4 separate regions of the Mus musculus genome follow, and all the other regions are linked to region 1. The links are chromatin contacts, called in public promoter capture Hi-C maps. All regions are on one chromosome and are shown on one strand. Each heading gives the region's core, a stretch centred on a gene start, on an enhancer-like site or on the middle of the called end of the contact. The rest is flanking DNA. Distances are from core to core; before and after follow the strand shown.

Evidence for each region. Promoter capture Hi-C pulls out the DNA fragments that hold promoters and counts their contacts.
Region 2: a promoter capture Hi-C map of liver shows a contact between it and region 1, with 2.9 times the contacts expected there. The contact joins the promoter of Arrdc4 here to the promoter of Snrpa1 in region 1. A contact is called at or near these places in 2 of 39 promoter capture datasets (both in liver) and 2 of 9 other capture datasets (adipose tissue and liver).
Region 3: a promoter capture Hi-C map of pre-B cells shows a contact between it and region 1, with 5 times the contacts expected there. The contact joins the promoter of Fam169b here to the promoter of Snrpa1 in region 1. A contact is called at or near these places in 2 of 39 promoter capture datasets (liver and pre-B cells), 1 of 484 Hi-C or Micro-C datasets (B cells) and 1 of 9 other capture datasets (adipose tissue).
Region 4: a promoter capture Hi-C map of neutrophils shows a contact between it and region 1, with 4 times the contacts expected there. The contact joins the enhancer-like site here to the promoter of Snrpa1 in region 1. A contact is called at or near these places in 4 of 39 promoter capture datasets (liver, neutrophils and pre-B cells) and 1 of 9 other capture datasets (liver).

What each region holds. Positions count from the first base shown.
Region 1 is chr7:66,057,438-66,064,477 of GRCm38.p6, forward strand. It overlaps Snrpa1 (small nuclear ribonucleoprotein polypeptide A'), which reads left to right and starts at 2,899. Exons shown (of 9, transcript NM_021336.4): 1 at 2,899-3,255; 2 at 4,687-4,834; 3 at 6,330-6,408. The coding sequence starts at 3,174.
Region 2 is chr7:68,745,326-68,752,365 of GRCm38.p6, forward strand. It overlaps Arrdc4 (arrestin domain containing 4), which reads right to left and starts at 3,913. Exons shown (of 8, transcript NM_001042592.2): 1 at 3,444-3,913. The coding sequence starts at 3,741.
Region 3 is chr7:68,273,075-68,280,114 of GRCm38.p6, forward strand. It overlaps Fam169b (family with sequence similarity 169, member B), which reads left to right and starts at 2,910. Exons shown (of 9, transcript NM_001374636.1): 1 at 2,910-2,967. The coding sequence starts at 2,937. Gm16157 (predicted gene 16157) reads right to left here and starts at 3,520. Exons shown (of 4, transcript NR_040340.1): 1 at 3,443-3,520; 2 at 2,084-2,263.
Region 4 is chr7:68,126,265-68,133,304 of GRCm38.p6, forward strand. All of the region lies in intron 2 of Igf1r (insulin-like growth factor I receptor), which reads left to right. Among named protein-coding and RNA genes, the nearest start is that of Gm51488, 7.4 kb to the right of the region's middle. Within about 2 kb of position 2,872, at least 378 of the 459 cell types and tissues checked have an H3K27ac peak or open chromatin away from gene starts, as enhancers often do. A contact at or near this core is called in neutrophils, where this site is marked.

The DNA of each region.
Region 1 (7,040 bases), core at 1,649-4,148:
CGATATCAGTGTTGGGTGAGTGGTGTGGTGGTTTGAAGATGCTTGGCCCAGGGAATGGCACTATTAGGAGGTGCAGCCTTATTGGAGGAAGTGTGTCACTGTGAGGGTGGGTTTTGAGACCCTCTTTCTAGCTGCCTGAAGACAGTCATCTCCTTTTTGCCTTTGGAACAAGATGTAGAACTCTCAGTTCCTCCAGCCCCGCGTCTGCCTGGATGCTGCTGTGCTTCCCTGCCCTGATGATAATGGACTGAACTCCTGAACCTGTAAACCAACCCCAATTAAAGGCTGTTCTTTGTAAGTCACCATGCTCATGGCATCATCTCTTCATACCAATGGAAACCATAACTAAGTCAGAAGCTGATATCAGGGACTTGGGAATTGCTGTGATAGGCCTGACACATTTTTGTTTGGAGGAATGTGGATTTGGGGACTTTGGAAGCAGTGAGTTGCATTAAGTGCTCAGTGAGCCATTCCAGGAGGAATATGGAAGACACTGATACTGAGGGTGTTTTCAACTGTGGAGATTGTTCTTATGCTGTTTTGGTGAAGAATGTTGCTGCTTTTTGCCCTTGTCTGAAGAGTCTACCTGAGGCCAGGGGAAAGAGTAAAGAGGCTAAGTAAGGTAAAGGAAGTCTCAGAAAAGCCCAGCATAGACTTTGTCCTCTGGTTTACTCTCACAAAGAGAGTTTTGATCATGTGTAGCAAGCTTAGAAAGGAAAAATACAAAATATATGGTTCAAGTATATTGAAAACTGGCACCATGTAGGGCAATGGAGCTAAATCCTGTGCTCAAGATCAACAGTTTAAGGGAGTAGTAATTTCAGGGCAAGATCCCATCCCAGCTAAATTTATTGTTTATGTGTTTGCAGTTGAACAACAGATAGTTATGCTATTATGACCAGGTTATTGCTTTCATTTGGATATAAGGAGATGTGACTGTGTGTCAAATTGGCATGGGGTGACACAAGCTTTTGGTCTGGATCTTGAGACATAGTCACCATGAAGAGCTTAGGTCCAGGCATGGTGGTGCACACCTTTAATCCTGGCATTCAGGAGACAGAGCCATGCAGATCTCAGAGTTCAAGGTCAGTCTACAGAGCAAGTTTCAGGACAGCCAAGTATTAGGCAGTGGAGTTGAAAACAGAAAGTTGGTGATGATGTAATAGAGGAAGGGGGCCGTGCTCCTGCCCCAGCAGAACTCCGCAGCTTTACCCATGTGGCTCTGCCTTTAGAGTCCAGAATAGAAGGGACTTCTGGTTGGCCCATGATACTGATTAGCTGGAGCAAAGAAATTAGCAGTGACTAAGAAGAGACCAGCATTACTGGAGTGAAATCTTCTGGGAAGTGTGTTCTGAGAGCCCAAAGAAAATGTGTTCCAGAGATAGTCAAGGTTGTACCTCATGCTGCAGCTGGACTTGGTAATGTATAAGAATCACCCAGGTGATGCTAGTTTTGAAGGCACAAAGGGATTACGAACAGCAGCTGAGGCTTGGCACTGTGAGAGGCCAGGGATGGTCACTGGTGAAGGTGTAGCCTCAGTTGGAGTTGATGGCCCAGGGCTGAAGGGGTCACCACTACATAAACTCACTCCAATAATCCTAGCACATGAAGATGGAGGCAGGAGAGTGAGCTGTTCAAGTTCCTTCTCAGGTCAGTCATTCCATGACTCAGCAGGTAAGAGAGTGTGTACAGCTCTTTCAGAGGACCAGAGTTCAGATCCCAGCAACCACGTGTAACCCCGACTTCAGAGTATCTGGCACCTCTGGCCTTTGTGGGTATCTGCACTCATGTGCCCAAAACCACAGAGATATAACAAATAATTTCTAAAAGTATTTTTAAGAGTGTTTTCTGCTCATGCTGAGGACCAGGGGTTGACTTCTAGCACACATGTCCAAAGGATCACAACGGCCAGCTCCAGGGAATTTTAGGCTGAAGCCTCCCCTGCACCTATACACAGGTGGGCATGTACATTAATTAGTAAGCTATGATTTAAAAAAAATACGCATATGATTTCGTGCATTTAAGGCTTGGCACTGTGAGAGGCCAGGGATGGTCACTAGTGAAGGTGCAGCCTCAGTTGGAGTTGATGGCCTAGGGCTGAAGGGGTCATCACGTATACACAGGTGGGCATGTACATTAATTAGTAAGCTATGATTTAAAAAAATATGCACATGATTTTGTGCATTTAAGCCTTTGGAGACAGAGGCCAAGGCTCTGCAGGTATATTGTATTCACTGTGGGGCACTCATCACATGGCAATTTCTGATATGTGTATTCCCCTGCACTTCGTATGAATTTTTTTGGTGTTGTTTGTTTGCTTGAGATAGAGTTTCTCTGTGTATCCCTGGTTGTTCTGGAACTGGCTCTGTAGGCGAGGATGGCCTCTATCTCCGAGATCCACCTCCTTCTGTCTCCAAACTGCTAGGATTAAAGGCATTCTCCATCACAGCTAGTCAATATGAATATCACTTATGGTTTATTTTATTTGTGTGTGTGTGTGTGTGTTTGCGGTTGCCGGTGTCTGAGGAGGCTAGAAATGGACGGCAAATCCCCTGAGGCTGAAGTTACAAGCAGTTGTCAGGTGTCCAGACGGATATTGGAATGCCAACTCAAGTCCGTTACAAAAGTTGCAAGTGCTCTTAACCTCTAAGCCACCTGACCAGCGCTTTGGTATGAACACCTAAATGTCTACAGGCTACAAGTTCACCCTCAAGCTTTAAGGTGACTGTACCAGGTCAGAAGGGTTCTGTTTTAAGGCAATCCAGCCTACGGGTCCTGCCCCTTACCTGCGGAAGCCCAAGTTAGACATTTAGGAACTTGACTTTCAGGAGACTTCACAGTCTCCGCCCCTTGTTGGGTGGAGAAGGGAGAGTAGTCCCAACTACCCCTCCCTTGAGGTTCACTGACGTGAGACAGAGCATCCCTCGCGTGTTCTTATCTTTTGGATTAAAAAAACTGGAATCTGGGCTCCCCACACTCCCAGGCACGCTCAAGCCCAGAACCCAGAAGCAAAGACACGGGGGCTACGTCTTCGATTGCTTTAGCCTGGCGGTCGAGCTGCGCGGGGATACGATTGGTGCTGTCTGGCGGCGAGGCGCGGTGCACTGTGGGACACGGCACTGGCGGGAGGCGCAGGCTGGTGTCGGAGGTGAGGGTCCGCGGGCTGCGACAGGATGGTGAAGCTGACGGCGGAGCTGATCGAGCAGGCGGCGCAGTACACAAATGCCGTACGGGACCGTGAACTGGACCTCCGGGGTGAGTTAGACGGAGCGCGGGCTGTGTTCCGGCCCCGGCGCGTGGCTGCGGGAAACCAGCCCCGCCGCGTGCGCAGAGGCTGGAGCCTGGCCCGTGGGCCTCCACCCGGGCTGGGCGCCTCCGATCCACCGTCCCGCAGGGCCCTTTGGGGCTGTTTGTTACCGGCGTTCCGGCTAGCAAACACGGCGCCTCGATTCCTTCCCCGGACCGTACTCACTAGGCATTGCCCCGCTCATCGAGCAGCTTTAACTGTTGGAGGACTAGGAAAATAGAAAACGCTACGGACAGGCCGGCTGCTGGCTGGTGTTTTTTGTTTGTTTGTTTGTTTGTTTGTTTGTTTGTTTTTTAGCAAAAGCGTTAATGTGGCACCTGAGGGTAGGGTGGATATGTACCAGAGTTACCTTAATTGCCCCAATAATTCCGGTTTGGTTTTGTTCATTTGTTTTTGAGACAACGTCTCGTGTATTCCGAGCTGACTTCAAACCGTTATATAGTTAAGGTTTATCTCGAACTTCGGACCCTCTTGCCTCCACTTCCTGGGAGCTGGGTTTAAATGCCTGCACCACGTTTATATGGTGCTTTGGATGAGCCCAGGGTTTCATGTCTGTCAGGAAAGCACTCGCGCTACTGAGCCAGACCCGCAGCCCCGGATAATTTGGTGTTTTCAAGATTGAGCTGTTTGACCGTGGCATAATGGTCACTTCTGTGTGTGGGGTGGCGGAACTCACCTGTTCAGTTCTGACAGAAGTAGCACTTGATTTTTAAAACATAGAACTGAGAGGTAATCGTTAACTATTCAGGAGATGGCTTTGGAAGGGGTTAAGATTATAAGACTGTGACCAGAGGCAATCAAAGTCTCGGGGGCGCTGTGCACTGCCATTTTTGAAAGTTTCTTCCTGCCTATGGGAAATCCTAGTGTTCTTTGTGTTTGTTGAATGAAATTAACTTTCTTGGAGAAAAGTCCGGTTCAGGAGCATCTGGGTCCTTTCACTGTCTTGGCACAGTTTTGATGTCTGCTGTCTCTCTGAAAACCGTGCAGTCTGGAGAATGCTTATTCTGCTACCATATCTTTTATTGCACTCCTTCACAGCTGGGTTGTGTCCTTCCTTATAGTACCTAGCTCAGTGACGAATGTGAATACCTCATAGACGTTCTTAATAAACCATGGGCACCAATACTAGTAAATATGCCCATCTGTTCTTCCTCTTGCCTTCAGCCTCTTCAGTTTTACTTCAAGCTTTGTAGCACTAAGGCCTCCACTTAACCCTTTCGTCATTTACCTTATTTTTGTTCAGTGCACGGCATGGTGCTAGTGCCTGGTTAATACTTCCCGAATGGGAGCGCTGAGTCAAATTCCATCACATACTCCTGCGATTTTCAGGACTTTTCATTTATATTAATATTTGTTGTATGTATGTTTTCCCTCTACAGGATATAAAATTCCGGTTATTGAGAATCTGGGTGCCACCTTAGACCAGTTTGATGCTATTGATTTTTCTGACAATGAGATCCGGAAACTGGACGGTTTCCCTTTGTTGAGAAGACTGAAAACATTATTAGTGAACAACAACAGAATTTGGTGAGTGACTGCTAGTGAGAATACTTTCTTCCCTTAAGTAAGTGTTCTAATGTACCCTGAAGATAATGGGGTTTTGGTTGTTGTTTTGTTTTGTTTTAATGTATATTAGTTTTTTGCTTGCAGGTACCACACACCCTCCTAGTGCCTCTGGAGGCCAGAGGAGGGCCTTGGCTTCTCTGGAGCTAGGTTTACAGATAGTCCTGAGCTGCTCCAGCTGTAGGAATAGAATCTGGGTCCTCTGGAAGATCAGCCAGGGCTCTAAGTTGCTGAGCCACCACTCCAGCCTGCCCATGTGTCTTAAAGGGAGAAATGAATAGAGCCCTTTTCCTAAGAGGTTGGAGATTAACTTGGGCATTGGCCTGACCTTACTTGCTACTCTTCAGAAATCTTTAATATTCGTAACTGACATTAAACTTTGAATTTGAAGCATTGTGCTATGTCAACAAATCAGATTTTAGAGTAGTCATCAATAGCATCATAATTAAAAAGATTTATAAAGGCCATGTGTAGTGGTATCTGCCTTTAATCCTAACACTCTGGAGTCTGAGGCAGGCTGATCTCTGAGTTCAAGGACAGCCTTGTTGACAGCAAATTCCAGCCAGGGCTACATAGTGAGACCCTGTCACAGTAAAAATCTTTTTATGAAATAAAGTTACTTTTCACTGAGTACCTATACCTCATCCACTATGCTGGTTTTGGTTTTTGTAGTTGGTTTCTACAATATAATTCTGTGAAATTAAGATCATATTTGTTTGTATGAGTGGGGTTTCTCTGTGAGCCCTGGCTGTCCTGGAACTCACTCTGTAGACCAGGCTGGCCTCAAACTCAGAGATCTGCCTCCCTTTGCCTTCTGAGTGCTAGGATCAAAGGCGTGCACTACCACCACCCTGATGGCAAAGCTTTCATTAAGAAAAGGACCATTGGCTGGAGATAGGACTCTAGTTAACAGCACTGGCTGCTGCTTTTCCAAGACCAGCGTGGCAGCTTGAAACTCTAGTTCCAGGGAATTCAAGGCCCTTTTCTGACTTCCACAGGAGCCAAGCACGTAGTTGCTATGCGGCATAAGTGCATACACCCATACACATAAAAGCACTGAGTAGTGTTTTTAGGGAGAAGCCACTTTCATGATTAAACATTTTCTCTGATGAATGTCTTACCCCAGTTCTCTAAATCCAAAATTATTGGGTTTTGAGTTTTCTGAACAAGAAATTGTAAATTGGCTAAGTAGTTTTTTCCTACCCCGGAGTCTCACCTTCCCTTGGGTTGCACTAGACTACTCGGCAGTGAAAAGCTCAGAAGGCATGGGTTTCTGAGGTCATCCCATCCCTGTCACTGACCCTGTGCCTCAGACAAGACTCCCTCTTGGGTACTTTCCCTGAGATGGAATGTGGGAGATGGGTATTCTATCACTGAAGCGTTAATACTCGAAAAGATGGAGAAATATTAGCTTATTTAACTTTTGTTTTCACTGAGAGCCTCTCTATTTTTATTTTAGCCGTATAGGTGAGGGACTTGACCAGGCTCTTCCCTGTCTGACAGAGCTCATCCTCACCAACAACAGTCTAGTGGAACTGGTAAGTAGAATGGAGAAAGCTCTTTAAGGGGCAAGGTTAAGGATTCTTCCTACTATGGAAAATTACCTCCTACTTCCTCTTTAAGTTTTGTCCTAATTATCTTACTACTTAAGCCTTTATTTATTTATTTATTTATTTATTCATTTATTTATTTATTTATTTATTTATGGTTGTGTTGGTTTCATTGGTTTTCTGGGAATTGGCAAGGCGTCTGGATATTTGGAGTAAATGTTCCAGATCTCTTTGCCCACTCAGGTCTGCCTTTTGAGTTTTGATTCTGCTGGGTATCTTGGTAGGAGAGTTTACATTAGGCAATCTAGTTTGTCAGTCACTATTAGCACTTCTGATGTTCTGTTGAAACTCCCCTTCCCCTTTCATGGATTAACAAATTCCCATGTTTGCAGAATTGAAGTGTTCAGTATGGTAGTAATAAAAATGAACGCAGCAGTGAGTTTGCTCTTCTGCTCTGTGCTCCCGGCGGTTGCGCTTCCAGGCTCCCACCAGGAACTTTGGATTCGAGAATGAAAGACACACACACTCAACGTTAGCTTACTTTTGAAATGCCTTGGTTAGCTCAAAGGCTGAGCAGTGCTAATCCTCTGCCTGACTATCATAGATTTCCCTCCAGTACT
Region 2 (7,040 bases), core at 2,663-5,162, 2.7 Mb after region 1:
CAGACTGAGAGAATTAAATTAGAATTTGTCTTTTACCAAGAAACAACACACACACACACACACACACACACACACACACACACCCCTTTTATCTACAAAATGACCAATTATACAATTATCATAAAGTATTATCTAGGGCCAAAAGTTCGTGTGCGTGTGTAAAATGTACATATGATATATATATATATTGTATTGTAATATATAATATATAAATAAATACAGTATATGTGCATATACAGACACATGTATACACACATACATTAATTTTACTAACATGAGATATCAACATTAAATTGTACCTACAACAAATTGACAAGTTACATGTCTTTAGTTACACTACAATATTCATTCTATGTATTCTTTGAACAGAGGTAGAAAACTTGTTAACAGTGTTAGTAATAGTTATAAACAAAACAGCCAAAGTAGCAAGGGCCAGCTCTTCACCCGTTAGCTCTACTGAGAGTGATGGGGTTTCCCTTCTCCTGTTCCTGATAGCATCCTTCAACTTCATGCACGGATTTGTTACTGAACAATGGCCAAAGTCCAGGAATGGATGGCGTAAGACCAGAAGCACCAGCAGAAGCTATGATGAATCTCCATAGTCAATCTGTTTAATGTGGATTCAGAGTGGAGCCCGTGGCTGCCACTCTGGTCAGTGGCTCCCTATGGCATGTGACAGACTTTCCCTTCAAGATCATAAAAGCTATACATTATGGGTGGAGGTAATCCGATGAGAAAAGATGGCAGACAACTTGATCCGGAATTTGTCTTGCTACCTGAATTTGTTTCTACTTTATGTGGTCAAAACCATTAACAAGATGGGTTTCTTTGGTTGACTTATCAACAACGCAGTATTTCAGTCCTGTGCCTTTAGAGAATAAGAATGCATCACTGACTCAACGAGTCTCCTAAACCTTTCTCTCTACTTTTCACATTAAGGAGAAACAAGGAACTCGGGTCCACTTTGTAAAGAAAGACATCACAGGCTGGTGACCTGAAGGCAACGTGAACAATAACTAGTCAGAAGAACACAGGTTCAGATTACATGGTGTGATGCAGTGTGCATCCCAGAGGCTCCCTACGTGCAGGAGTGGACGGCCACACAAGCCTCAGGAGGGTCTCAGCAGAGCTAGAGGCCTGGAGTCAAGGGACACTTCTGTACCTTATCGCTTCCAAGGGGCTCATTAGGCCCGCAGAGCTGAGATAGAGTGTGATCGCCATGTGACACATGACAAAGTGCACACAAATGTTTAGCAGTGTGGATTTACTGGACTTAAATGGCAAGCTCGGGTGATAATGAGGATGAATACTTCGGTCCTCAAAAGAACAATTGGAGGAAAGGGGAATGGATATCTGCATCAAGTAAAGACTACAGAGTCCTGAAGTCCTGAGACTTCATGGTGGGCCTGGGAGCTGAGGACCAGAATACAGATGAGCGGGTAGAGTTTGGATGAAGGGAACGGGCATGTAGAGTTGCTAGCATACTAAAAAGTGATCAAGAGAGATGAAGAGCCCCTCAAGAAGCAAGCCAACCCAGGCCTTACAGGACTTCAAATGAGAAAACCAATTTGAGGAAACGGACAAACGCTGTAATACCGAGTAAAAAGGTTTCTTTCTCTTTTTAATTTTTATGTTTAATTAGAAACATTCAGAAGATGTAAGGTGTGGCCATTTCTGCTTCTGTTTTATGGCTCTCACTGTTTCCACCTGTCCACTGAGGGCTACAATGTTAAAGGAAGCTGCTTTATCCACCAAAGCCCTTCCAACCAGAGCTTTTCATGAAACCTTTTCATGAGCCCTGGGATCTAGAAACATTGTAGAGGGGACGAGAGGGGCTGTGTAAGGTCACACTCTGGTGGGTGCCTATGAACTGAAGCTAATTCTCTGCTTTGGTCCCTGGGACTTTCTTATATCCTTGGCTATGAGCCTAGCCTTTAATGGCTGAGCCATCTCTTCGGCCGAGGTGTCTAGGTCTTTCTATCACGATCTTTTTTCATAAGGACTTGAAGTGGTTCAGGCACAATGATAGTAAGTGGCTCAATAAGAATAATAATTTTAAAGAATATTCTGGGAAGATTTTTAAAACATAGATCCAACAGTTTAAAATAGATCCTAGGGGTCAACAGTTATTTAAAAAAAAAAAAGATCACCCTAGGTCATTGAATGATAACTAGTTTATGAAGTTAATGACCCTGAGAATCTGTGTCAAGTTGCTAAGTTCTTCCAAGTTGTAAGTATGTGGGGGAAATGTTCCCCCACTCCTTAAATAAAAGCTGACTTTAAGCAAACTATAACCATTGCTAACACATTCTAGGAAAACTGGCAGCTGTCTAGATGTAGCTGTTTCATTAGAACAAAGCAACAAGATCTTACTTGTGAGTCAAAACCTATTTGTTAGCCCAGATGTTACCAAAGCAGCGTTCAGTTCTCATCCTTACAGGCGCAGGGGCCGAATCTTAAACAGAAACCTGGTTACCTCTCGCTGCCACGGCCTTCCCTCCAGTCAGCCACCTTTAACATCCTTGTTGGTTATTAATCACTGGGAGAAAAGACTCCTGGAATCCACAGTGAGGAAAGGACATTAAAGCAGGTAGAGCTCTCACCTGCCACACCCCATTATCCAAAATACAGCTCTCGTTAGGCACATATTTGAGGATTTATCTGGACACCATTGTACTTCTCCACAGGAGGATACGATGCACTAGGTAGTAAGCTTAAGGCATTTGATAGGTCCAAGATGATGAGGCAGACAGATAGAAGTTTACAATAGTTTCCACTGAGAGAAGACTGACTCACGGTTACTAGCATTTTCATGATGAAATGCAATCACATGAACCCAACATACATATGCATGGGCACTTCTGGAAAAGTCAGAAATGGCCCAGATGGCAGGCATTGTCTGCAAAGGCCTTTCTGAATGGGGAGAGGTAAGAGGAAGGGGAGCTACAGCAATGGATGGCTCTTAGTGAGATTCATGTTCCCCAGTGAGGAGACACTTCTCTCGAACTACCCAAGTACCACTTCCCTTTTCCCAAGATTTAGTTTTCTGTAAATCATCATGAACCCGGGAGTGTCTAGGGCCAGGACAGGCAGGAGCAGCAGGCCATCAAACTCTGGGCACCACATAACAGAATGTCACCAATTCCACCTTCCATGCCTCCAGGTGAGGAAGGACCTAGAACCCAGACAGTCAGATGGCGGGTTTCCATGGCAACGATTCTGTAATAGGTTACTAGAAGATCGCAGGAAGCTAAGTTCAAAGGTACACACCAACACAAAAGGGTCTGGCCTCCTCCTAGAAGCCAGGTAGGGGCACAGGCTTGGCCTCCTGCCCTTCCCCCGTGACAGCAGATGACTCCCCTTCCAGAAGCTTCCCTCAGTGCCACCCAGCACCCAGGGACGCGCCCCTTCCCGCCCCCCTCCCTGGGGATCTCCAAGCTCACCAGCTGGGGCCTCCAGCAGACTCAACCGCAGGTTCAAGTATTCCACTTCTGAGGAGGCTGCGGGAGAGCCCCCACCGATGCAGACCCTGGCCCCAGCGCTCGGGCCCCAGGCAGAGGTGGCACGGCCCTGGGCCTCCAGGCGCAGTCCGCGCAGGGCCACCGGCTCTGCCGCCTCCAGCAGCACGTGCCCGGCCACTGTCTCGCCGCTTGAGTAGCAGCCCTTGCTCTCATCTTCGAACACTAGCCCCAAGCTCTTGACACGGCCCCGAGGACCATCGGCTCCCGCCTCGCCTCCCATTCCGCCAGGCGATGCGGCTCTGCCACCAAGATCCGCAGTGGCCCCAGGTCGGGGTAGCCGGCTCCGCGACGCTGCTGTCACGGGCGCCGGCCGCACACCCAGGGCCACTACGGCCACAGCGCCCAGCCGGGTGAAACACCCGCACTGGGGCCCTGTCTCTTTAACACACCCCACTGGGACTGGAAAGGGGCTGACACGGCCCGCCTACAGAGCACTGCCATTGGCCAGTCGCGAAACCTGCTTCTTTCCCATTGGCTGTACATGGCCACTTAGTCATTTCATTGGCGCCCCCACACCAGGCTGAGCAGGACGGTGGTGCGTGATCAGGAGGGCTTCACCAATCGGGAGACACCATAGTGCACGTGCACAGGACCTTTATTGGTGGGAGCAAGGCACAGTCCTGGGCCACAGACCAATAGTGAGGCAGTGCGCCCATGTGGACAGAGGATGGGAAACAATATCTGTTAGGGAGGGGGCGGTTCCCGGCTCACCGGCGCATTGGTGTCAGCGTTGCTATGGTTATAGTGGGGGCGGGCTTTCCAGCTCAGAGAGGCTAGAGTAGTTTGTACTAGAACATGAACTTGTGGCTGCAGCAGGCCCAGTTTAAGATTACTTCTGCAGAGTGCCCAGCAAAAGGTTTCTTGGAAAATGGAACTCAGGAGTCTCGCTTTATGCTGGCTGCCTTGGAACTTTAAAGCAGATATCAGAATCTGCTAACTTTCATGATTCTGAGCCACACCTCTTTGGGTCTCAGACAGAATTCCTGTACTAGCTGAGAGCCAATGTCTTGGAAGAATGCTGTGATTCTTAGTGCTTTTGTCCTGAGAAGTTCTGTTCCTGGTTGCTGAAGTCCAGCCAGACTCCGTCTCTGGTTCTTCTGCCTCTAAATAAGGTCGTGGTTTTAAAACAGCACCTGCCACTTATTGGTGCTGATGCAAACAGAAGGACTCCATTATTGACTGAATAATACTCTATTTGGTCGTTATATACATGCATAAGTTGTAAAGTGTGCAAATATTATGTCTGGAAAAAAAGATCGATACTTGACACACAAGTGCCCCACCCAAAAGGATTTCGTAACCCCGGGATCATAGTCCTAGAACATGCCCAGCTGTCTCCGTGACTTGTTCCCCAAACCCACAGCTCTTCTTGCTGGTTTCTTTTTAATTCACACCGTTCTAGATAGCCTTTTGGTATCTAGAATATTTAAATATGTGTAATTATTTGTCTATCAATTTGTAATCCTTTATTTCCCCTCGTTAAAATTCTAAGTGCGTAAGCTGTTATCAAGGTTTGATAATTGAAAATTGAAACTGAAGGATATTTTCTTTCCAAGGCTCTGAAAGTATAGGTTGTTTTACTGCACTCTTTTGAGTTTAGATGATCAACACGGGCATTTTTATTGTTATCTATCTATTTATTCATTTGTATAATATTTCTATTCTTGAAGAAGTCCATGCATGCATGCAGTATATTTGCTCATATTCTACCCCCATTCCTCCCCTAACTCCTTCCAAACGCATACTTACCTCCATATTCTAACTTCACGTCCTCTTTTCAAAATTGTTGATTTAATTTAAAGTGTGGTTTGCTGTCATAGAGCTCACTGGTGCTCTATCTGTGCTGCTCATACATTTGAGCAGAGGCCATCCACTGCAGCATGGTTGACCTGCCAGGAGTCACACCCTCAAAGAACACTGTAACTTTAGTAAGGCTTTAGGGTGTCCAAAGATTCTTTAACACTTCTCAAAGAAAGTAAAAAGAGCCATAAATCCAGCCCTGGGGGTCCCGAAATACTACCCTTGGGTTCCTGATCACAGTGTCTATAATGGTCCCTGCTTCCTTTCCTTCACAGCACAGCTTGATCTTAAACATGTACTTGCACGGTGTTTATTGCCCCCACTGAGGACAAAGACTTTGCTCTCATGCATTGTTTTTTAACCTTTTGTATCTAACACAGAAGCAAGCAATACTCAATCAATGTGTGTTAACAAACACTGAATGATGGATCACAACCACCGGTTTTGAGACAGATGAATAGTGCTGGACCTCTTACTGATCTTCCACTGGCTCCAGGGAGAGATGTTCTCCTCAAAATTAAGTGTCTAGGAAAGAGGTGAAAGTTCACTGACATGCACAGACTGGCACCAGGACAGAACTGTAGACATGGCATCCCATGCTACCAGAGACCAAGATTTTGGTTTTTTGCTTGTTTGTTTTTTGCTTGTTTGTTTTACTAGGTTTGGAGATCCAACCTAAGATTTTTTGCAAAGCAGGCAAGCTCTCTCTCTCACTAAGCCACATCTCCAACCTTTAGGTTTTAGAGACAGGGTTTACACTAAGTAAATATGGGTAGTTCAGGTGTCCAGACCCCCTCTCTCTCCTAAGTGCTAGCATTTATAAGCACGAGTCATTGTGCCAGCAATGATTGTGCCAGTAATGATTTTAGACTATAGGCACCTGGATGTGTGAGCAAGAGCAGTTTAGCAAATGTAGTTCTTGGGGCTGGTGAGATGACTCAGCAGGTAAAGGCACTTGCCATAAAGCTGGACCATCTGGACTTTGAGGCCCAGGACCTACAGGTGAGAGGGAAAGAACTACTCCTGCGAGCTGTCCTCTGTCCTCCACATGCATAGCATGGCATGAACATGTTCATACATAGACACACACTCTTGCTCTCTCTCTCTCTCACACACATGCATATGTATACACACATATAAAACGTTATGTCAAGTTTAGTGTAATGTATACACACACACATAACACAGAAATACACACATAAAACTTTATGATGTGTGTTTGCATGTGTATGTGCTTATGTGTGTATGTCACTTATATTTCTGTTTAGAAGTGTCAGGACTAATCATTTGCTCTTTTATTGATAAGATTATATTGTTTTGGTGTTCTGCTGTTTGAATTATTTTTTCATTAATTAATTCACTTTCCATCCTGATCATAGGACCACTCCATCCTCTCCTCCATGCCCTACTCTTACAAATTCTTTCCACTATTACCCCCTCCCCTTCTCCTCTTTGGGCCCACCCTACATTGGGACATCAAGTTACAGCAGGACCCTCCTCTCCCACTAAGGCCCAACTGGTCAATCTGGCTAGGGGACAGGGATCAAATATCAGGCAACAGGGTCAGAGACCCCTGCTCCAATAGTTAGAGGACCCACATGAAGACCAAGCTGCACATCTACATCAATGTATAGGGAGTCTAAATCCAGTCCCTGCATGCTCTTTGGTTGGTGGCTCAGTCTCTGTGAATCCCCATGGCCCTGGGTTAGTTGATTCTGT
Region 3 (7,040 bases), core at 1,660-4,159, 2.2 Mb after region 1:
CTTTTTACAGGCAACTTAGCTGTTCTCTACTCTTTCCAGGCAATCTGAAGCTAACCCCCAGCAGGCTTTACTATTTATATTCTCTTCGGAGGGAGGGGGCTAGTGAATCTTGTCCATTTCTGGGATTTCCTGGAGCTATTCTTTGTTGTTTACTTCCTATCTTCCCTGAAGTATTTTATCTGTTTTCATTTGGTTTCCCTTCCCTGTAAACATTTGATTTTAAGACGTTTCCAGCCCAGCAGTGGTGGCACAAGCCTTTAAACCCAGCACTTGGGAGGCAGAGGCAGGAGGATTTCTGAGTTTGAGGCCAGGCTGGTCTACAGAGTGAGTTCCAGGTTAGCTAGGGCTACACAGAGAAAATGTCTCAAAAAGGCAAACAAAACAAAACAAAAAGTTTCTCTCAAAAATGGAAGGTTTTAATTTGAGAGGAAACTGCTACACAGTGGAAGGGGAGACTATGGCCATTTAATGATGCAAAGAAATGGGCACTGATGTTTGAGTAAATGCTGGTTGTATTAAGCAGTCTAGTCTGGCAGATTGTGTATGGCTGTGGTCCCTGTACATGGGAGGCTGAGGGCAGGAGAATGGAGATTTTTAAAGTCAGCCTGAGCTGTAACAGTAAAACACTATCTGAAGGTCCAAGACCAAGTTCTTAGCACAAAGAGATTTATTTGCCTCAGGGGACAAAGGGCAGGGAATAAGAGATAAAGACAGGAGATAGAGGATGAGGGAGAAGGGGAAGGGACATTTGTCCTGGAGGGACACTGGACTGTCTCCTGAGAGAGAGGAGACAGATAGCTCATGGCAGTTTATAAAGGTAAAAGGGGACCCCTGTGTTGTGCATGTTAATTAGGTGAGCCAAAGGGGGCTTTAGATTGCTGGATTTTAATACTTTGATAGCTGGACCTTGGTAGTCAGCTTCAAGAGGAGGAAGTGGCTAAATTAGGGTATGGACCTTGGTGGCTAGCTTTAAAATGTAGTCTAATGGTTTTTAGCAAGGCAGAGGGAATGGGGTGGAGGTCAAGGCCTGCCAGAGCTCTGCTTGCCTTCCCGAGGCTGGCCAGAGCCTCTCCATCATTTGTTTGTTTGTTCATATGTAAAACAGAGCAATATCAAAAACATCAGAAGCAAGGTTAGAATTGATTAATAAACTTTTGACCTACATGCTAATAGTTTGAGTAAAACACATTATTATCAGAGACACATACATAGACAAATATATATGATGGCTACATTGTAAAGATACTTGTGGCTACTGTTTGGTTTCAGACCTGGGACAAAGGATTGAGGTACATATTTTACATATCAAAGCAACCTCATCCCCAGGTTCTCCCAGCATCCCTCACTCCCTACCTGGTATACCCTGCCCCCAACCTCCAGGGTCTGGGCTGCCCTCCCCCCAGAGGATCTTCCCTATATAATCCAGACATTTTGGTCTCTCAAATCCCTTCTTTCGTCTCTCTGTGCAAGTCTCTTTCTCTCTTTCTCTCCCCCTCTCCTTTTCCAATGACGACTTTCCTGGCCTTGATCCTTGGGCCAGTGAACTTGCCCTTCATACAGCAGCTTCCAAATAAACCTGCCTTTAACATAACCTAATCCAGTTTAAATTGGCTCATTTAACTAATTGATAGAAATAACCTATCAGTTACTGAAAGACACTTACAAATACGGCTATATTGTAAAGACACTTTAGGAAGCTGTCTTGAGAAGACCACGCACACCTGGATGTGTCTCATTTCCACCCCTTCCCCTAACACCTATCTTTCTACCACTAACCTTAAATCTATGTTTAAAATCTAATAAACTGTGACTCTTCGACACAACGACTTACTCTGACATTCTTTTTGGCACTGAAGTCAAAAATTCTGGCTTCACCAGAGTGGAAAAGAATTCCCTGCTACACACAGCGCAGAATTGTGTTGTGTCCCCAGTTACCATTGCCCCAAGGCCAGTTGTCAGGATCCCAGATTGTTCTCCAGCTAATGGGCTCAAGCCTTCTTCCTCCCTCGGTCTCCCCAGTAGTTGGGACATCCGGTGTGTTTCCATCAGAGTCGGGTGAAAGGTGAAATTTGAAATCACTCACCGCTGCATCCTCCCAAAGCAACGTTTTGAAACAGCTGTGTATACTGGAGAAGAATTGTCGACCTTGAATATTGCTTTGTCAAATGAGCTCCTGCTTGGCTTTTTAGTAAATCGTAGGCACATTACAGTTTCCAGGAGACTGTTGGGACTCTGAAACCGGCAGAAAAGATTCCTGGATGCCCTGTGTTAGATGTGCGTTTATTACATATTTGCTATTTTTCAGCCAAGCCAAGTTTTTGTTCTTTTTTTTTTTTTTTTTTTTTTTTTGGTTTTTTTTCGAGACAGGGTCTCTCTGTGTAGCCCTGGCTGTCCTGGAACTCACTTTGTAGACCAGGCTGGCCTCGAACTCAGAAATCCGCCTGCCTCTGCCTCCCAAGTGCTGGGATTAAAGGCGTGCGCCACCACGCCCGGCTCAAGCCAAGTTTTTGAAAAGGGTTAATGCAAATGGTTTTTGCACATAGAAGGGAGCGTGGTGGAAAAATCTGTCAGTACAAGCTTGGGGCACGGGGGAGGAGGCTGCTTGCCTGTGTTTATGGTAGTTCAAGAACAGCAACAAACTCACTATTGGCTCAAAAGTCATTCTTTTTGTAGATTAGACTTTGCGGAGTCAAGGTTTGGTTAAAAAAAAAAAAACAAAACAAAACAAAAGGTGGTCCAGTAGTGTGTGTTGGGGGAGTGGGGGCAGAGATAAACGCCCGCAGCAGGAGGCAAAGGAGTGAGAAAGAGAAAGCCTCCGGGGAGGTGGCAGGGCGGGGCAGCCCCTGGGGAACTCTTGGTAGAAAGGTTGGTGGCTCTGGTGGGGGGAGGGGGTGGGGAGGTAGAGGCTTACTAGGTGGCAAACTCCGTACCGGAGCATGGAGGCTGAGGCAGTCCGCGGAGTCACAGGTAAGGGGTGCTGCGGTCCCCACGTAGCCAATCGAGGGCGAAGGACGCGAATGGTAGCGGGCAGAGTGCCGCACACCCGTCGCCACAACAGCTTGGGGTGCAGTGCGAGGCTAAGGGCCTCTCCTCTCTTTCTCTCTCTCTTCCTCGGATTCATATAAGTCCCAGGCTAGCGGGAGCTGGAGGAGGAACCTCCAGAGTTGATAGTCTTAGATGGCTCTGGGCTGGGTCCTCACCCGGGTCTCCGGTTCTGTTTCTCACCCCTCCCCCACAACCCTCAACACCGGCCTTGGGGACCTTGGACCTGGGCTTGCTGGCCAGGCTGGGGAATGAGCTCCGAGGTGAGAGAGAAGTCCGAACAGCAACCCATTCCTACTTTCCAGCAAGGAGGACCCAGGAAGCGCCTGGACCGAGAGAAGTGTCCCGGGAATCCACGCTCTGGGCCAGCCTCTTTGCTGGCTCCAGGGACACAACTCACATGCCTCTTCCCGCCCAGTTTCAGGATTTGAAGATACTTTCTTGAGCCGGCCACCTCTGAGGTCTTAGGGGATGCCATTTCAGGCCTTTGGCTAGACATCCTGGTCACAGGTGGCTGGCTGTGTCGCACGGATAGTCACACTGCACACAGCCCACCTACAGTAAAGTCAATCATGGCAGGGGCGCATTTGAGGCTGGCAGGTAGCCACTCGCTCTTATGACCTACTTTAAACGTTGCAATTGAGTTGTTTTTCTCCTGTTTTCAGGTGCGTGAGATAAGGAGAGATTGTAGCCACTAGCTAATTATATGGATTAGTAAGGATTTAGTTGATCTAGAGATTAAGAAAAGGCTCGTCTTTAATTTTGGAAAGGGAGCTATTTCTCTTTTGTTTTAGTCTTGTGCACTTTTTTTTTTTTCTAGAAAGTTAAGAGTGCTGTTTCCAGTTTACACGCTGGAAGACTGGAATAAAAGTCTTGCTTTTTTGATCTTCCTCATCTACAAAACAGGAGAAGCCCCCTAGGGTTTATTAAGCACAGCAGTCTCTCATTACACTCCCATCTCTACTAGTGGGTCTCTTTCCCCTCCCCTAGAGTGAGCAGGTCCTTCCCCATCTTTGCTTCAGAGAGCTTCCCCTCCCAGGCCCATGTGATGGGAAAAAAAGAATAGTAATTTCATCTTCTGGAAAAGAATCGTTGGCCTGAGACAGTTTATGGCTTTTCCCTGTATGCGCTCCGACCTTTGCTGTGGTTTTGATGGCCACCGGTGGCTCAGATGACACACAGCAGTCTCCCATTTATCATTTCCACATGTGTGAGATCCTAATGGGTTGGAGGCTTGCATAGTTGAACTGTTGCCTGTGCTTTGATAGCTGTTTCCAGAAACAGCTTGAGCAAATCTCGTCTACTGGGGAATCCCTTTCTTTTTAGTAGAGAAGCATGAAAGGAAAAAAAAATAATAATGCTTTCAGGTAAGGTGACTTGCCAGCCTCTACTTAGCTTCACCGCTGAAAACCGAGGAAGGACATTCCTCCCGCAGCTGTGCTCTGTGTTCGCAGGAGGGGCCCCCGGGAGGTTTGGTTTGGGGCAGTGCCATCCAAAAAGAGATTTGGGGGTATCCACAATAATTTACATCCTGATGCCCCCCCCCCCATATCCGTCTCCTCCCTCCTCTCTCTACATGTTTTTTGGTTCCCTGATGCCAAAAACCTTCTTAGGTTCCACTGGGCCATCTGTTGCTGTCATTTCAGCTTAGAACAGAATGGAAAGGAAAGAGAAAGCCAGACACAGCCTGGTCTTGTTACCATCCTTTTTTCTTTCTTCTACTTCTTCTTTTTCTTTCTTTCTTTCTTTCTTTTTTTTTTTTATCTTGAACTTCTTCCCTTAGCTATGGACTGCTTTATGAGGCTGCATTGCCTCATAAGGATTAGTTGAGGCCCTGTGTATGTGGGAACTCATTGCTGGGCCCTGTGTCATATTAATAGTGAGCATAGAGAAAGCCATTTCTTTTGCCTTTTGAAAAGTGGGATGTCCTGATAATTTGTGCTGCTAATAAAGCAGAGAGGATTGACCGATAACGGAGCTAACAAGCAGGTTGGGGGTAGTTCAGAAACTTGCATTGTTTGCACGGCTTTCTATGGAAGGGAACAAGAGGTCAAGGAACAGGGAGAAGTGAGTGGGGGCTTGTTTGGAGGCCTTCCCAGGTCCTTTTAAAAGAATTGAGCATGCCAAAGACCATATGTCGGTTTGTTTGTTTGTGTGTGTGTGTGTGTTTGTTTGTTTGTTTGTTTTGAGCCCTCTTCAGATCCCAAGGAGCTATGCCAAGAAGTACTGGTATGGGCAGAGCCCTGAAGTGGGGCTGGGGGAAAGGAGAGGACATGTCACAGGACTCTAAAGGGGCCAGACACAGCTATAGTTTGAAAGGCATTTGCAGAGGCAAGAAAAGGAAAGAATATTATTAGGTGGAGGTCTCCCACCTTGTCAGACTCAGGTCACCAGCTTTGGTGACAAGTGCCTTTACCCACTGAGCCATCTCACTGGCCCGGCCTGTGCGTACTTGTGTGTGTCTGTGTGCGCACGCGTGTGCACTCACAGTTCACTTTTAGCATGCTGTATGTCAGCTATAGTCCTGAGCCCTTCGCAGGCAGGACTGTAGCTGACCTTTACATCAGACAGAACTGGTGAGGAAACAGGCCCAGAGATGGACTGGGGTGATCTGTCCATAAAGTGGCAACACTGGCATTAAAACAGAGGTTTCTGGGGGGCTGGGGGTGTGACTCGGAGCATTGGGTTTCCTCAGAAAGTGGGAACTCTCCTCTCCAGTTCAAGAAAGAGAGAGAGAGAGAGAGAGAGACCATGTAGCTGGTTGAGTCAGTTCATAAAGGTGTTTCATAGATGACCTCATGTTAACACAAGCTTAAGTCACACCACCAGTAGTTTGGATCTTTTGTAGTCCATGATGACTGAGTGTCCTCGGAGGGGGATGTGGGTTTGGCAGGTTTGGGGTCTCAGTGTCTGGGAAACGGGACCTCAGTGAGGACAGGATGGAGAGGGGCTTTGCTCACAGCTGTCCTGGAGCGCCCCACTGGGGTTTCCAGTGAGACAGGAAAGGGAGGGAGCGAAAGTGGAGAGCGGTGTGTAAACGTGTACTTGGCTCTGAAGGTTGTAGGCTGCTCCCTCCTCAAGCAGACTCTTGTGGGTCCTTCTGCTTAGTGCCCTGAGCTCCCTTGGAGAGAGTGGAGGCAGCAGTTCCTGTTGGATGTTGGCAGAAGCCCTTGATGGCTCTGCATCTAGGAAGGATGGCTGGGAGAGAAGCTTTGCAATCAGGTGTATCAAGCTTGCATGCTTTGGGTAGAGTGTCCTGGCAAGGGCTCTGGGTACCTTGACTTCTAGCAGGGCCAGTTCTCCCAGTAGCTGAGTTTCTGTGTATTCTCCATTTTGTGATTCTTGGTGCACTGTGGCATCTGTACTATAGCCAGTTCTTGCTTGCAAAGCACTAGATTTCTGCACTTTCTGGGCTAGATATGGCCGGGCTCACAATCCCCTTCTAAGTGTCTTGTCGTGGACTAGTCTGATGGGGTGTATGACCAAGTGGCCAGGAATCAGACTGAGCCCTGGGACAGAAGGCTAACTGACTCCAGCTAAGGTTGTGCAGCCCTGAAAAGTTCTGCATCGAAGGACTGTAGAAAATGAATGTACTTTGTGGTAGAGGAAAAAGGGTTTGTGGCTACAGTTGAAGCACTTGGTCAGAGGGCAGACTGTCTTTTAAGGGTGCAATTGCAGTTCGGTGTCTGCTGGTAGCCTCTGAAGGTCTTGGGTCTTAGAGTACGGTTAATGAGCGTGGGGCAGCTGTGATTCTGAGACGCTATGCACACCTATAATCCCAGTACCCTGTAGTCTGACCCAGGAGAATTATAAGGTCAAAGTCAGCTTGGTCAGCTTAGTGAGACTTTGTCTCCCACCCCCATCCCCAATACACACACAAAAGAAAAGAAAAGAAAGAAAACAACCTAGGCTGCCTACTTGGCTTTCCACCTGTCCTCCTGGGTTACGGGCTTACCTTTCCAGAGTTTCTCATCAGCTAGATTGATAAGAGACCCCCA
Region 4 (7,040 bases), core at 1,622-4,121, 2.1 Mb after region 1:
GACATTTAAATTTTGTTCTTTATATATTCAGTATATTAATCCCTTGTCAGATGAAAAGCTAACAGATTGTCTCTTCACTGTCTCCTTTGCTGTTCAGCTTTTTAATTTGAAATCCTATTTGTTAGTAGAGAAGACATACCGTTTGTAAACATAGACAGATCTAGAATACATTAAGCAACAAAGAAAAAAAAATAGCCCACTTACTGAAAGCCAATTGAGTGTTCTGTGTTATAGTTTTTATATATGTAATATATGTGTGGTGTTATTATTTATGGTGTTTGATAGGGTCTGTAATCACCGAAAAGTCAAGCTTCAGGCATGCCTGCCAAGGGCCGTGTTAACTTAAAGACGGGAAGACCAAGACTTAGGCAGCACCAGCCCCTGTCCTGGGAACCAGTTCTCTCTGCTTCTTGACTGAGGATGCAGTGTGGTAATGAGCATCCTGAAGCTCAGGCCATCATGTTTGCCTCACCGTGATGGGCTTTGAGCCAGAATACAGACTCCCAGCTTTACATTGCTTTAGTTGGCTATTTGTTCCCAGCTAATATACTGTATATTTTGTTAGTTTTGATTTTAAACCGTGCATTTGCCTGTACCAGAACAAATTCTATTCACAAACAAGTATCTGTAATCTTAAGGTGAAATCTGGTACCACTCTTTATCTACAGGTTTACTCTTTTCCACCATTAAAGGCTTAGAAAGATGGAGGGTTGATGACAGATGTCACATGAGGGCGTAAGCAGAGACTGAGCCCCAGCTGTGGAACCCCACAATTCTTAGAACACTGGATATGGCTGTATGGCGGACAGACTAAACTGTGAGCAAGTCAGTGACTGGTCAGATAGAAAAGGAGATGACAGTTCAGTGTCATGGTGGAAAGGAATCGGGGATGTGCAGAGTTGATAGCATAAGAGCCAGGAGGAGATCTCTGATTGAGATGGAGGGGGGAGTAAGAATCCACCTCAGAGACAGAGGCCTTCAGACAGAAAGCAGGGGGAGACCATCACAGCCACAAACGGAGCATGGCGCTGCTTCACCCCTACAGATGGCAATGGGTTGGTTATGCAGATGTACAGGTGATACCACTTCTGAAATTTTGCCTCTCCGCTCTTCCTTTACCAACAAACCATGCTAGTTCTAGTTTTGTAGCTAATTCTGGCCAGAGAAGTAAGAACGGAAAGAGACCTCTCTGCTCTTGGTACACAGTGTAGTTGGTGGGAGGTTGTGAAAGGTATGCCAAGAGAGGAAGTGATTTTAGGCAGAGTGGAAATTTGCCAAGTAGAGAAAACAGAGTTGTTGACCCAGCAGAGAAAACACATTAATTGCACGTGTGTAAGGAAAGATTTTCAGGGGTAGGCATACTCAGGATGCTAGGGAAGAATCCTAGAAATATTTGGCAAGTTTGCAGCGGGCACTTTAGTAGAAGCCCATCTCCACTGAAGACCCAAATCTGAAGATAATACCATTCCAGGCCTCAGGAAGTTCAGGGTCTTAACGTAGGAGTGGAGTCTAAATACAGCATTAAAGCCCTATCAGAGACTTAGTGCTAAGAAAACAAATTTCAGTCTTCTGCAAGAAGTGGGGTAGCTGGGCCAGGGAGAACGGTGGAGAACAGTGGCCTCTCCTGGGCAGGCAGAGGTAAAGTCTAGAAAGCATAAAAACCAACGTTGAGTAAAATGATGTGTGTGGTCTGGGCAGGGACCTGGGAACAGAACAAAGTGTCCAGAGGGAGGGTGCCTACAATGAAAGTAGCTACTGGTTTGGGGTCTGATGCCAGGCTGCAAGGACCAAGGAAAGCCTAAATCCATGTTTTATACAGCAAAGGTGACTTGGGGTGAACATTTACTGGGGTTGCTTGTGGCAGGCTCCATAGGAGATAGCAGAGGTGAGGGACTAGAATGGCAAAGGAGAATGCCAGGTGGCCAGTTTGCACTGTTATCTCCTATAAAGTACCCGTTATCGATATATCGTGATACCGATATATCTTGATTGTGAAAAGTGACAACGTGGTCTCTGTATATTCAACAAGCATTGAAGTGGAGAGAGCCGGCTTGGCTGGCCTCCTGGTCCCCTTTTACATTGAGGAGGCTTGCTCAGGATAGCGACTTGTGAGCATGTTTATGTGCGGGGTGAGCAGAGCCCCCCATCCTAAGAGCAGATGGTTTCCTCCGCCTGGGGTCCTGTAAGGATGGTGAAGCTGGAGTGAGGGAATGGGAGATTCAAGTGAGACTGCCAGAAATACTATGGGCAAGGCAAGTTAACCGCTTATTTCTTATCAAGTGGTCCCAACGCCGTCATGTGTTGTTTCTTTTTGTGTATGTTCTCCATCCCAGCTGCTCCCAATAGGCTCAGAGCTCCTAAAACTTGCTATCAAAAGATGTAGCTGTGTGTCTGGTGCACCAGCATGCCATTAATGGCGTATTGTATAGTGCAACAATTTTAGTGTGTGATTTAAAGCAACTTTCGTAAAAGACAATTTTAAATTTTTATTCGACGGTGAGGAAGGGGCTTCTGGACAAAAGCGACTAAATCGGTTATCATTCCATTGGAGACTTCGTCAGCCATACAAGAAGTGAAAATGATGGAAACAAAACCTTTGAGGTTCTGCACAAAACAAAAAAACGATGTGTGGCTTAAAGTCAGCAGTTCTGGCTCGGGGGGGGGGGGGGGGGGGCTCCAAACGACGCCTCCAGGTGCTGACTTTTGGGGCCACCCCCTTCCTGCCCTCCCCGCTGTGGCAGCCAGGATTCCTTTTGTCTCGGGTGCTTCCCCACCCCGCCCTGCCAGCCAGAGGGAGCTGGCACCGGGCGCCCTCCCCACCGCCCCTGGACCAAGGTTGTTTACTACTTTCTACTCGGAATAACACGCCAATCACCAGGGCCCGCCCTCTCTCTCAGCCAATCAGTTTGTTGGGAAATTCCACCTTTCCTAAGGGCCCAACCAGCGATTGGCTGCAGGACTTGTCAGTCAAGCTGGCATCCCGCAAGGATGCAGCTGGAGTATTAGGGACGCGATCACCAGAGCCGAGGAGGAGTAACCTTCCCATAAACAAGATGGGGGGCCCCCCAAGAAAGCACGGATTGGGGTGGGGAGCTGAAGCTCAGCCCAACCCCGGGGCCCCACCGGAGTGAAGAGGGCCGAGCGCAGAGCCGGGGAATCCCTCCCTCCGCCTCCCGCCCTTGCTGCAGTTGTAAACACGCTTCCCTCCATGTCTGTTTTTCTTTCTCTAACCGTGGCCATTACAGGCTGCTGTTTACAAAAATCCTGCAGGGCAGTGCTGTTCTCTAGGATCCTGTCCTCCATTCACCTTGCCTCAGGACCCCTTTTCAGGCTTTTTTTTTTTTTTTTTTTAATTTTCTCCCCGCTGCTAGGCACAAACTGAAGGAAGCTATTGGGTCGTGCAAGCTTGTTTTCCTTTTATTGCAGCACGCAAAGCAAGTCACGCTGTAGCAGCAGCACCATTTCCCAGGAGAACAGGCTGGCTGGCCATTAAGAGCACCGCGCAGCCTAAACAGGCGTAGCTCTAGAAGGACTGGCTGGGTTTTTGTTGTTGTTATTATTATTACTGGTCTGAGTCAAGCTGGATGCTATTTTGATTCTGCATTTTCTTCCAAAATTCGTCTTGAAATCTATCCCCACTTACAGGTTTGGGATTTACACCACCACCCGGCGCACGCCCCTTTTCATAAAGGCAGTATTGTGTTGAACTAAATGTTTTTCTACCTTCTCTGATCTGAATCAGGTTTCCCATTTCTAGCAGCACAATGTAGTTGTATTCTGTGTGGTAGGGGCGTAGTGGACATGAATTATTTGCGACAGGGTTGCCTGGAAGATACGGAGTGGAATTTGCGTGGCACGGAACAGTTCCCAGTGCCCAAGGTTTCTGTTACTCTGGCTCCAAGCAGGAAGCGCAGGCAATATGGCAAAACACAGCACGTGGCATCCCATTCAAAAACGCTCTTTTCTAGAAGCTGGTATTGCAGAGGATATCCGATCTTGACTAGTTTCACCACCACCACCACCCCTTTCACAAGCAGAAAGAAAAACTAATGTACGGAAATTTGGTGTAGATATTTAGTAGGAAGCTTTGTTAAGTGTAAAGGCAAGGTTTGGAAGTTCTGGCGAGAAGCTGAAGGACCTTGTGGGCACGCTTTACAGGATTTAAGGTTGTAGGAATTGTAACCCCCACATGGGAGGCCACGGACCTCTGGGCTCCTCTAGACTTAACACCCTGCAAAGTTACTGAGCTACAGAGCCCTGGAGGATCTTAGGGTTGATGCTGAGGGAGAAAGGAAGGTTGCTGCAGGTAGGAATGTGGGTGGCCCTAGCATGTTCTGGCCAGGATTGGATTTCCAGGAGTAGCTTCTATGGCTACCTGTGTGAGTTTGTGGAAGACTCCAGTCTTAAGTTATGAAAGCCTGGTTAGGATCTCAGTGGATGGTTGGTCTTTTTTCCTACTTACTCATTTGTTTGATCCCAAGCCCCAAACCACCCCCCCCCCTTTACACACACAAGCAGCTTTCCCCAAAATGACCAAGTTAGTATGTAACACGCTACCGTTATATACTGAGCTGTCGTCAGGATTTGAGTGGAGGTGGCTGTGTCGCTTGTAGTAAGGGGAGGTTACGAAGGCCACAGCTGGGGCAGAGTTCTGCCTCAGGGCTACAAAGTTCCTGGCATCATTACCCCACCTTATGAAGTTACAAACTGGGCAAGGGGTTGAAGGCAGAAAGAGACCGTAATGAAGAATGTTGTGATGATGTGTGTACCAGCTCCTGTCCCTTATTAGCTGCCTCATCCAGGCCAAGTAAGTTCACCTCCGTTAGCCTCCTTGTCCACTGCCTGAAAGGAAAGCCGTGATGTCTGTGTATGGCTGTGAGGGCTCAATGACCTTTGTCATGCAGTGGGCTTGGTACCAGCCTGGGACTCCTGACAAATGTGTCTTACCCCTTCTTTTTTCCGTGACCCTTCCCTCAAACCTCCCGCTTGCTCAGGGCTCATCTTTTCCTGGTGATTTGTGTTAACCGTTCCTCCCTGGCCAAGTCAGCCTGTTAATTTTTCCATGCCAACAGCTTCCGAGTGCCAGGAAGTCACGTCTGAATAGCCAAAGTATGTTTTCCTGTAGGAGAGTGCCAGCGTGCCAAGTGGCACGTCCTCAGTTGAGCATGCAGAGCTGGGGGGGAGGGGGAGGGGTGGTGAGACCTAGCTGTACTTCCCGCCATGTCTTCAGATAACTTTTTGAATCACGAGTGAAGTCTTGACTTAATCCCCTGGCTTTCATAAGCAGGGCAGAGCAGTGGCCCCGGCCTGGCTCTCAGTTCTTCTTGACCTGATTTCACCCTGCCACCTCTGCCTGTGTCTCCCACCACATCAGTACACACATGGTATGTGTGCGTACCACAGTGCTACCTGGCTCCTGTGGTGAGGATCTGAGGTCTCTCTCCAGTTGGGGAAATGGCCTCCTTGATGCCATTTGCTAGAGCACTTCCTCAAGCTGACCTCTCCATATTCTGTCCCAGTAGTACCTTTGTTCTTCTCAGTCCTGTCTCTGCTTAAGGGACAGTGGCGTCCTCTTGTGATGGATCCTTCTGTGATTCCTGTGGTTGACTGACTTTTCTTCCCACAGAAAGTAGTAGTTTTCTCTGCACTCTAGGCCAGAGTGAAAGCTGTCTGTCTGTCTCTCTTCCCTCTCAGTAGAATTCTGATGCCTGGAATTCAGGCCTGACCCTTCTTTCTTAATCTGGAGCAAACATGGTAATACCTCTTCCTTGGGGAGTTGTGAGGATTAACTGTGCCCGGCTTCAAGTTTATACCTGACAGGCACCCAGGAAGGGGGAAGAGTTATCTTTTTATCATCCGTAGATGGAAATGTTAGTGGCTGTAGAGGTCTGCCAAAAGAATGGCTGAGAATTATGTAAATCAGGGACTTGATCACTGCTCTTTGACCATTCCCTGTAAGGATCATACGGTTTTTATACTTCCTATTTGGTAACCCTTTGATAAATCGGAAATCAGCCTTTTGTATAATACGCTAAGCTAAAGAGCTAGTGTTTCATCAGTGATTTTTTTTTGAAAGCTTCTGGAAACCCTAACCTGTGGGAATTGGGTCCAAGAGGGAAGTTCAAGCCACCAGAGGGCAGAGGGAGTTTTTGTCTTTACTTCTGGGGTTATTGGTTTGAAGTTCTGACTAGTGAATGAACGAACGAATGAACGAGTGGTACTTGATATACACCTCCTGGTCTTCTCAAGCTGGTCTTTTTGCAGACACAGGCCCGACCCTGATGAAGCTTGTGAAGCTGCGGGATATGGCCACAGAGTGGATGTATGATGGGCAGGATCCAATGATTCTGACAGCCACAGTTAGGTGAGCTGGGTTGTGCTGAGCTCTGCCCAGTTCCCTCACCCTGGAAGGGGTCTACTGGCTGGCAGCAAGCCAGCAGGACTTAGGAGCCTTACTCAGCACTGACGTGTGGGATGCTTACAAATCATGCCCTTCCTTGAAAGAGATCCATTCAGCTGTCCTACAGCCAGCTAATAGAATCAGCATAGTCTGTAATCTTTACCAGAGCTTTTCCATTTATATACCTATAACTCTATGTGATCTGGCAAGTCAGTTTCGCCCAAGCCTTGGTTTCCTCCTCTTTATTGTATAGACAATATCCAGGTGAAGGGTAGGTGAAATAGTATATGGAAAGTGAAAAGCTCTGGGCCATTTAAAGACGAACAGATAGACATTAGCTCTGACTGTACAGATATGTAGACAACGCTAATGCCATTTGGAAGGAGCCATTGTTGAGCATGGAAGAGACTGAGCTGTGGTATACTACCTGAATCAGTCTTCTGGGTTGCTCTGAGATTGCATTTGAAAGTAAAGAGGTTGCTATCCAATATAAAGACTTGTATCCAGGCTCTATAAAGACGTGTGTCCAGGCTCTAGAGGGATGTTGGCTGTTGTTTAACAGAATACCATTCTTCTTTTGTTTCATTCAGTCATTTCCCAAACATCCAACCATCTGTTTGGTTACAAGCATTGTGCTTAT